Regions from separate parts of the Mus musculus genome. Here region 2 is linked to region 1. A link is a contact called in public Hi-C data. All regions are on one chromosome and are shown on one strand. Each heading gives the region's core, a stretch centred on a gene start, on an enhancer-like site or on the middle of the called end of the contact. The rest is flanking DNA. Distances are from core to core; before and after follow the strand shown. Region 1 has its middle 5.6 kb from the start of Gm33687. Region 2 has its middle 130 kb from the start of Abcc12.

Evidence for each region. Hi-C and Micro-C count contacts between places; a contact is called where the count stands out from the background.
Region 2: a contact with region 1 is called in a Hi-C map of cortical neurons, with 2.7 times the contacts expected there. The contact joins two enhancer-like sites. A contact is called at or near these places in 2 of 39 promoter capture datasets (embryonic stem cells and hippocampal neurons), 6 of 484 Hi-C or Micro-C datasets (cerebral cortex, cortical neurons, embryonic stem cells and 2 more) and 1 of 9 other capture datasets (embryonic stem cells).

The regions. Positions count from the first base shown.
Region 1 is chr8:86,272,210-86,276,211 of GRCm38.p6, reverse strand. No RefSeq gene overlaps it. Among named protein-coding and RNA genes, the nearest start is that of Gm33687, 5.6 kb to the left of the region's middle. Within about 2 kb of position 2,226, at least 53 of the 459 cell types and tissues checked have an H3K27ac peak or open chromatin away from gene starts, as enhancers often do. A contact at or near this core is called in cerebral cortex, cortical neurons, forebrain and 2 more, where this site is marked.
Region 2 is chr8:86,437,289-86,441,228 of GRCm38.p6, reverse strand. No RefSeq gene overlaps it. Among named protein-coding and RNA genes, the nearest start is that of Abcc12, 130 kb to the left of the region's middle. Within about 2 kb of position 2,423, at least 79 of the 459 cell types and tissues checked have an H3K27ac peak or open chromatin away from gene starts, as enhancers often do. A contact at or near this core is called in cerebral cortex, cortical neurons, forebrain and 2 more, where this site is marked.

The DNA.
Region 1 (4,002 bases), core at 977-3,476:
CCGAGAAAAACCCAGTTACTCTCAACAACACGCTAAACATTTTCCATTTCATATTCACAATAGGACTTCCTCCTCCAATACCCAGGGAACACTCAATTCCTATTTACTGGAGGAATTATTATTAATACACTTGCTTACAGGGCTTGGTTAGGATTTACAGATGAGCCAAAGGAGTGCCTTTGGGAATGAGGTGGAGGAAAGGGGTGGACAGGTCTGCGGACTGGGTAGAGTCAGGGAAGAGCTGACAGACAGGAGCTATTTATGCCTCTCATCTCTCTGACTCATCCTCAGCCACTGTGAGCAGGAACCGCCAGCCCTGCTCTGCTCCAAGCCCACAGGAACCACAAGCCCTGCTCTACTCTCTAGCCCCCACGCATCTCTGATCAGTTAAAATTAAAACCCACACTGGGTCTGGTATAGACGCAGCCACCTGTAACCTCAGCTCTTGGGAAGCAAAGGCAAAAATAGCAGGAATTGGAGGCCAGCCTGGACTACTGAGGAAGTTCTAAGCCAGTCTGGGTTGTTGATGGGATTCTAAGTTAGCCTATGTTAGAGTGAAACTCTCTCAAAAGCAAAAGAGTAAAATAATAAAAACATAAAATAAAAAAGAAGTAATCACCATTGTAAATACTAGGCAAGATTCTCTTATTAGTTAACTTTCCTAAAGGTGAGGAAACTGAGGCACAGATGCTGTTCTTAAAAAACAAAATCCCCACCAAACCCAGACACTATTGTGGATGCCAACAAGTGCTTGCTGACAGGAGCCTGATATGGCTCTCTCCTGAGAGGCTCTGCCAGTGCCTGACAAATACAGAGGTGGATGCTTGCAGCCAATCATTGGACTGAGCACAGGGTCCCCAATGGAGGAACTAGAAAAGGACCCAAAGGAGCTGAAGGGGTTTGCAGCCCCATAGGAGGGACAACAATATGAACCAACTAGTACCCCCAGGGCTCCCAAGGAGTAAACCACCAACCAAAAGTACACATGGAGGGACCCATGGCTCCAGCTGCCTATGTAGCAGAGGTTGGGCTTGTTGGACATCAGTGGGAGAAGAGGCCCTTGGTCCTGAGAAGGCTCTATTCCCCAGTGTAGGGGGATGGCAGGACAGGGAAGTGAGAGTGGGTGGGTTGGTGAACAGGGGGAGGTGGGATGGGATAGGGGGTTTTCAGAGGGGAAACTAGGAGAGGGGATTAAAATTTGAACTGTAAATAAAGAAAATAAAAAAATCATATGGCACAAGGCACATTGTTTTTAATTATGATTTCATTGCCTCTTATAAGTGAGACATGGGTTTACCGCATGCCGGGTCTTGTAGACTGAATATAAAATAAACTGCTTAATCCTCATTAAAAACAAACAAAACAAAACAAAACAAAAACAAAAACAAAAACAGAATCCCAAACGTTCGATTTATCAGTGAAGGCACAGAAGCCAGATGCTGTGGTGGAAGCCGGCTAGCTCACAGAGTCAGAGAAAGTACCCAGCTGACCTTCCCACTCCACTGGTGTCCCAGAAGGAAAAGCCCCTCCTCCTTCTGCACTCTGTCTTTATACCCTTCAACTCAGAGACTCTCCTTCTCTTTCCTGGGTTTTCTTATGCTCACTCCCTGACAATTGGTTGCTTAATCTGCCTCTTGGTCTATCGTTGACTTTATTGAGTTCTTGTTTACAGAAAGGTCTTGGATTAAAGCCATGTGCTAGGGCTGAGCCACACCACAACAAGGTTTATCCAGTTCACAATCTTGGGGTTCACACGGTGATCACATATCCTACATCACAAAGAGGAAGAATTAAGTGTTGAGTGACTGAGCTGGGATTAAACATTCATTGCTCACATGGAGTGGCTGAGCCATACAGAGCCACCAACAGGCATGGACTGAAGTAGCAAGAACAGAAGGCAAGGCTGAGAAGTTCCCCAGCAAACTGACCTTGTGGCTAAGTAAAGAAGTCTTTATTTTGCATGATGAGAATGGAGCTGATAACTCTGCATCTCACAGGTACCCTCAAAGGCTACATACACTAAGGCTTCCTCATGGCCAGCCGTTCCAAGTAGGCTGCCATCAGCCCTGCTCAGTTAGGCAATGGGAAGGGATTGGTGCATTCAGCACAAGCATCAGCTAAGACAGGCATAAAAACATAAAAAGGAGCCAAGCCAGGCCCCATCCGCACCAAGGAGAGCAGCTGAGTTCTGAAAGCAGGCTTATTAACTTTACCAGGCTCTGACGTTGCCATGGATACCACTAACCCAGTGTAGTATTACTTCTGCCTCTTGGTCCTAAAACTGCTTTGCTCTTCAGCCCTGAGTCATGCTGGCAGAGTGGGATTTTCTTCCCACTTCTCCAAATGGGCCCTTAAAGTACAAATGGCTTTTGAAGACTCAGAACCAGAGAGAACTCATCCTATTCCACACCATCGTTTCAAAAATTGGTTCCTTTCAAACACTATTGTACACCATACCAGCTGCATTTACATGAACGTGGACTTGTGTGAGTGAGCAAAACTGTGTTCTTAGAAAGTGCGTATCTGTGCTGTGAACACCACAGACCGTAGAAGTTAAAGGAAGGACATTAGTGAAGTACAAGTTCAGGTGTCTGTACTTATGTCTGTAATCAATAGTGGTCACGGAGCTCTTGAAAGGGATGTGTTAAGACTGTGGACAACCCAGTACAATGAAATCAACTTCATCCCCAAAATGATGCTCTTGAGAGTTAATGTTCTCAAAGCCTCAGCAAACAAGCAAAATTGCTTCTGACACTAACATTCCCAATAAGCACTTATCAGATGGATGAAAGTGTATTCATTTGTGCTGCACTTAATGTCTCACCCCCTCACCTCACTTGAGGCTCACAACTACATAAACCCAACAGGGCAATTGTTGCCTGTTCCATAATGAGTTATAGAAACACTGATCGCTTAAGAGTGCTGCTGGAGAAACTTGCTTGAAATGTGCACTTCCCAGTGGATCGATGGGTTGATCGATAGATGCTCCAAAGGCTGATGGCAGGAGGAAGAGTGAGCAACTGGAGCAGAATGTCAATGCCTGGACCTTGAAAATTCTCCCACTTCCCCAAATTCTGTATTTATCTTGAGTCCCTTAGCAATTCTCAGATCCTTAGACACTCACTATAAAGTGAAGGTGAGTTAACGTGAGTCAGAAAAAGAGTAACCGTGGCAGCTGCTCTGAGTGGAGAGCATCACCTTTGGCATGGTTATCTGTATTGTTCTCTCTTGGGATCCAGATAGTAGAGCCATTTTACATCCCCTGGGCCACAGAAGAGAGGCCAGGGAAGTTGCAGGTGTGCTTTATGTTTCTTCCCTGGGTTAAAGCAAACCTCAGAGCAGATGGGGAGGGTGTGTCATCTGAGCTGTTGCATGACCTGCTGCTTACACCCAGGGAGTGAGCATCCTGTTCTATTCACAGCTAAAGGTCATTCCAGCCCGAATTCTTGGGGTTCATTCAAGGTCACTCTCCTCAGGTTTTCTCTCATATGCAAAGTAGACTCAAAAAAAAAATCCTATTTTTCCCTCTTCTCTTTCTGATGCTCAGTCAACACCTGCCATTGGCAATGATTGCTTTTGCCAGGGAGAGAGAGAGAGAGAGAGCCTTTAAGGACCCTACAACTCTTGGGAAATTTCTCCAGGACACAAGTCATAATGAAAACCAAACAGAAGAGACCATGGAAGGGAGGAAAATAACTATCAGCAGCCTGAATCAAAGCTGCCTCCAACCTCATATGTGCCGCTCCCTCAACCCTGTGCTCTTCCCATCCACAGACGCATGAAGTCTGGGCTTTGCAGCGATGTGCGGGGCCAAGTATCTGCACTAGAGACCATGGATTTGGATGGTTCATGCTGTACAGCCAGGTGCATTCTAACACAAGTTCTCTGGAGGGATCTTGACTCTAAAGCTGCAAAGCACTAAGCCCTTCAGAACAGCAGCCATAAGTACATAAATGAATCAATACTCAAGCATTCTGTATGTCCAGGAATATTTACTACAGG
Region 2 (3,940 bases), core at 1,174-3,673, 160 kb before region 1:
CTAACCTAGGCCTAGTCCTGGAAGCTTCTAGACTCCATACAATCTAATCCAGATCTAGGATATTTTCAGCCTCTGAGACTTACTGATGAATACATTCACCCCTTTGTAGTTCTTTCTTATCTCTGGCCAGCTGATTCAGCTCAGACTCCTGATTTAGTTGTTCTGGTTCAAACTCCTCTCCACTGTAACTGATTCAAACTTGCTTCTTTCTCAGCCTCTGACTTTTTGCTCTGCTTGACCTCATACCAACTCTGGCAATCTGTTCTAATCTTTTGACTCCTACTCATTCTCTGGCTTGCTCTGTCTTTACCTGTGTCTAGCTTGTTCTCTCTGTAACCTGTCTCTGTAAAATTCTCCCAGTAAGACTGCCTCCTTCTCTGCACTACTCTTTTAAATAGTGTCCTTTTTCTCTTTCTTCTCATGGGAGTTGGACATATCCTATTCTGTGATATCGTTCTCTGATTCATCATGTTGTCTGCCACTTGATTAGACATCACTTTCAAACATGGTGCTTCCTTCTACAAACTAACTTTAATTTCATTTTTTGGGGATAAAGATGTGTACTAAAGGCATGTCTGAATTCCACCCTGAAGGATTAAGGGTTTGTGCTAAGGCTGAGCCACACCACAACCAAAAATGTGGTTTTCCAGTAAACAACACAATCTTGGGGTTCACAGGATAATCAAATATCCTGCCACACAAATGCTTATAGGCTAGCTATTTCAGTGACATCATTGAAAGGGTTTTGAGTTCGGGGCCTGTTTTGGGGATTTCGTTTTGTAGTGCTGGTCAAGGCCCAAATTCTGACTCGCCAGGGCAAGAATAATAGCAACTTTGGAGGTTTTCTGCACTCCTGCTAACAAGTTTATACCATCTTCTTGAGCAATGGATAGTCTTTCAAGGTTGTTATGCAAAGTATGTTTGTCCTGCCAATGAAGTATCTGTGGAGTGTGTGTGTGTGTGTGTGTGTGTGTGTGTTTGTGTGTGTGTGTGTGTGTTTTAACTTGGAAATCCTGACCTTGATTCCACTGTGAGTTGTAAGCTGAGCTTGGTTTTGCCTGCAGATGACTCTTAAAGACTGTCCTGTTTGTAGAGCCATCTCCTCAAAGAGCCTTTTCAGACATTCCTCCATTCCTTGCCTTCTATACATTTGCTCACAAATGTTAGCAGGAGGGACACACTGTGTGTATACTTACATCCTACACAGATCATCTTGCTTTGTGTATGTCTCAGTTATGCTTCTGTTCCTGTGAGGAACACCAGGTCCAAAAGTAACTTGGGGAGGAAAGGGTTTCCTTCAGCTTTCACTTTTCACAGTCCACTGTGGAAGGAGACCAGAGCAGAACCAAAATGTGGAGGCAGGAACTGAAGCAGAAGCCATGGAGGAGCCCTATTTACTGGCTTGCTCCTCATGGCTTGCTCAGCCTACTTTCTTACACAGTCCAGGCCTACCTGACCAGAGGTGGCATTGCCTCCAGTGGACTGGGCTGGTATGTAGACCTCAGCTCCACATCCATCATCAGTCATGAAAATGGGTTGCAGGCTTGCCTACAGGCCACTCTAATGGGAACTTTTTCTTAACTGTGATTCCCTTTTCTCAAATGACTGTAGCTGGTTCCAAATTGACAAAAGTCAACCAGAACAATATACAACAGAATGATGCTTCTCCTCTGCCACCCACAGGGACTGATATCCCCTTAGGGATGGCTTGGACTTACTGAGAATGTATGCTCCAGAAAGAGGACAGAGGTGACCTACACTCTCTTTGTCTGTACACTTGTACAGGACAGTAACCAAATTTGTGAGGCATGACACAAATTAGACAATCTAATTATTGCGAGTGATGGTGACATTAGACATTTATTGGGGACCGACATGATGAGTTTAGAGATTTTCATAAGTTTGGTGATATTTCTTTGTGTAATGGGAACAATTATTATCATCCTCACAGCAGAAGAGAAATTTAAGGCACAGGCTAGTTGATACCCCACAACAACATAGCCAGGAGATAGCCAGGCCAGAACTAGAATTCAGAGAGTCAGATGCTCAGGCTTATGCCTTTGACCTTTGATGCTCGTGTTCCAGGCCATGCATATGTAAGATTACTATGGACATCAGTATTGACACTGAAGCAAAGGCAGTGGGCTGATACTGCAGCTTCAAATGGGTTCTGCCCTCTGTGAGCATTTCAGGACATTGACGTGACCTTTCTTTCTACGTCTTTCACAACAGGCACAGAGAGCTGACCGAACTACTGATGAGGGTCAAGTTATTGAGTTCCCACCTCCCAGCCTGGGAAATTACTCAGATCTCCCAGTAAACATTCCTTCTCTTTGGAAACAAGATGGCATAGACTGTGAGATGCTGCTGTGGAGAGACATGTTGCCATGGCAGCAGCTCATGCCTCCTTCCCACCCGCTCTGAGGTGCTCTGACACAGGCAGTGGTTTCCATAGTAACAGGAATAATTGAGGGTCTGTGAAGAAAGGACTTGTGTATGTTCTGACATGGGAAGAATTGAAAATGAATCCTGATCATTTAGAGGGCTATCCTACCATATGTCAAAGAGGAACAGCATCATCACTACAGGGATAATCCCAGAAAGTGGATCTTAGTGATCTTAGAGATTCTTAGCTTATACTCCACTAAAAGTTCACCTTTCATCTTTCTATGGGGACAATTTAAGACTTCATACAATAAGATGAAGAGGTGGAAAGTATAGCCAAGAGTGAAAGATCAGGAGTGTGTAGATCAATTACTACACAGGTGACAGGCTTACAGGTAACTTTTAAACATGGGTCCAGATTTCTTGGGAAAATTTCAAAGGATGAAGGAACCTATACTCTCCTCTATTCTATTCAAAGATGCTCAGTGCCCTTCCCACTAACTGACAGCGATACAGACTGCTCTGCCCCTTCAGAGTGCTTGCCTTGGTTGGTTCCAGTTAGGCTGAGATGCTACCCCCCATCTGTGACATGTGTGGCTCCATCTGTGATGTGGGCCTTCATATCAACATTCCCATTGACCTTTGGGGGCTTTGGAGGTGAGACGAGATAAAGACAGAAGGCCAACTAGTGTCAGTCCGTAATTCTAAGAGCAGGCTGAGTGGTACAGAGCTCTTAGCACAGTCTCCATGGTATGCCTCTTCCTGGGCTACACGTGGGTATGAGATGTGGCAGTCTTGCTAATACTAGAGAGCTTGGTTTGCGAAGACAGGTTCTAAGTAAGTAGTTTATATTGACACACTGATTTTCCTCACTCTCTGAAGAGCTACTGCTGCATTTTCTTCATTTTTGCAGTTGAAAAAATAAGACAGAGAGAGTTTGAGTAACATGCACAAAGTCTCACAATTACTACATAGCTAGAAATCAGACTGCACGCTGAACTGCACGCGTTGGCCATAGGAAGAAACCAAACTCTTATGTGCAAAAAGGGTTAGACAGACCAATTCCTCAGTGGCAGAAATCCAGTTCAGTGTTAAGGAGGAAAAGGGATGTGGTCTGTGGAGCTTCAAGCACAGCTGGATCTAGGCACTCCATCTGTTAGCTCAGCTCAGCCCAGCACCCTCCCTCTGCTAAATCCTCTCCCTCAGTGATGTCAGAGATGTCTACTGGCAGCTTCTAAGTGACATCTCACTTAGCTCAGCTCCAGGAGCTAAAGAGGATCTTGCCCACCCGCTCATCACTCCATGCAAGACTTGCAGTTGATAATGGTGATGTGGCTGCTCCAGTATGAGTCACATGCCAACTATTTAGTTGATGCTGTATTCTTAGTGGCCAGACTTGGATCAAGTGCCAAATCTTTTGGCTGTGGTGGGAGGAAGCTAAGATAAGGGGAAGAAAAGGAGGGAACGGATGCTGCATGGGAGGGACCACTAGCTGTCCTCCATCCTTGCTCTCTTCTGTATGCAGAGAAATGGTGGGGCTCAGGCACTCACTAGC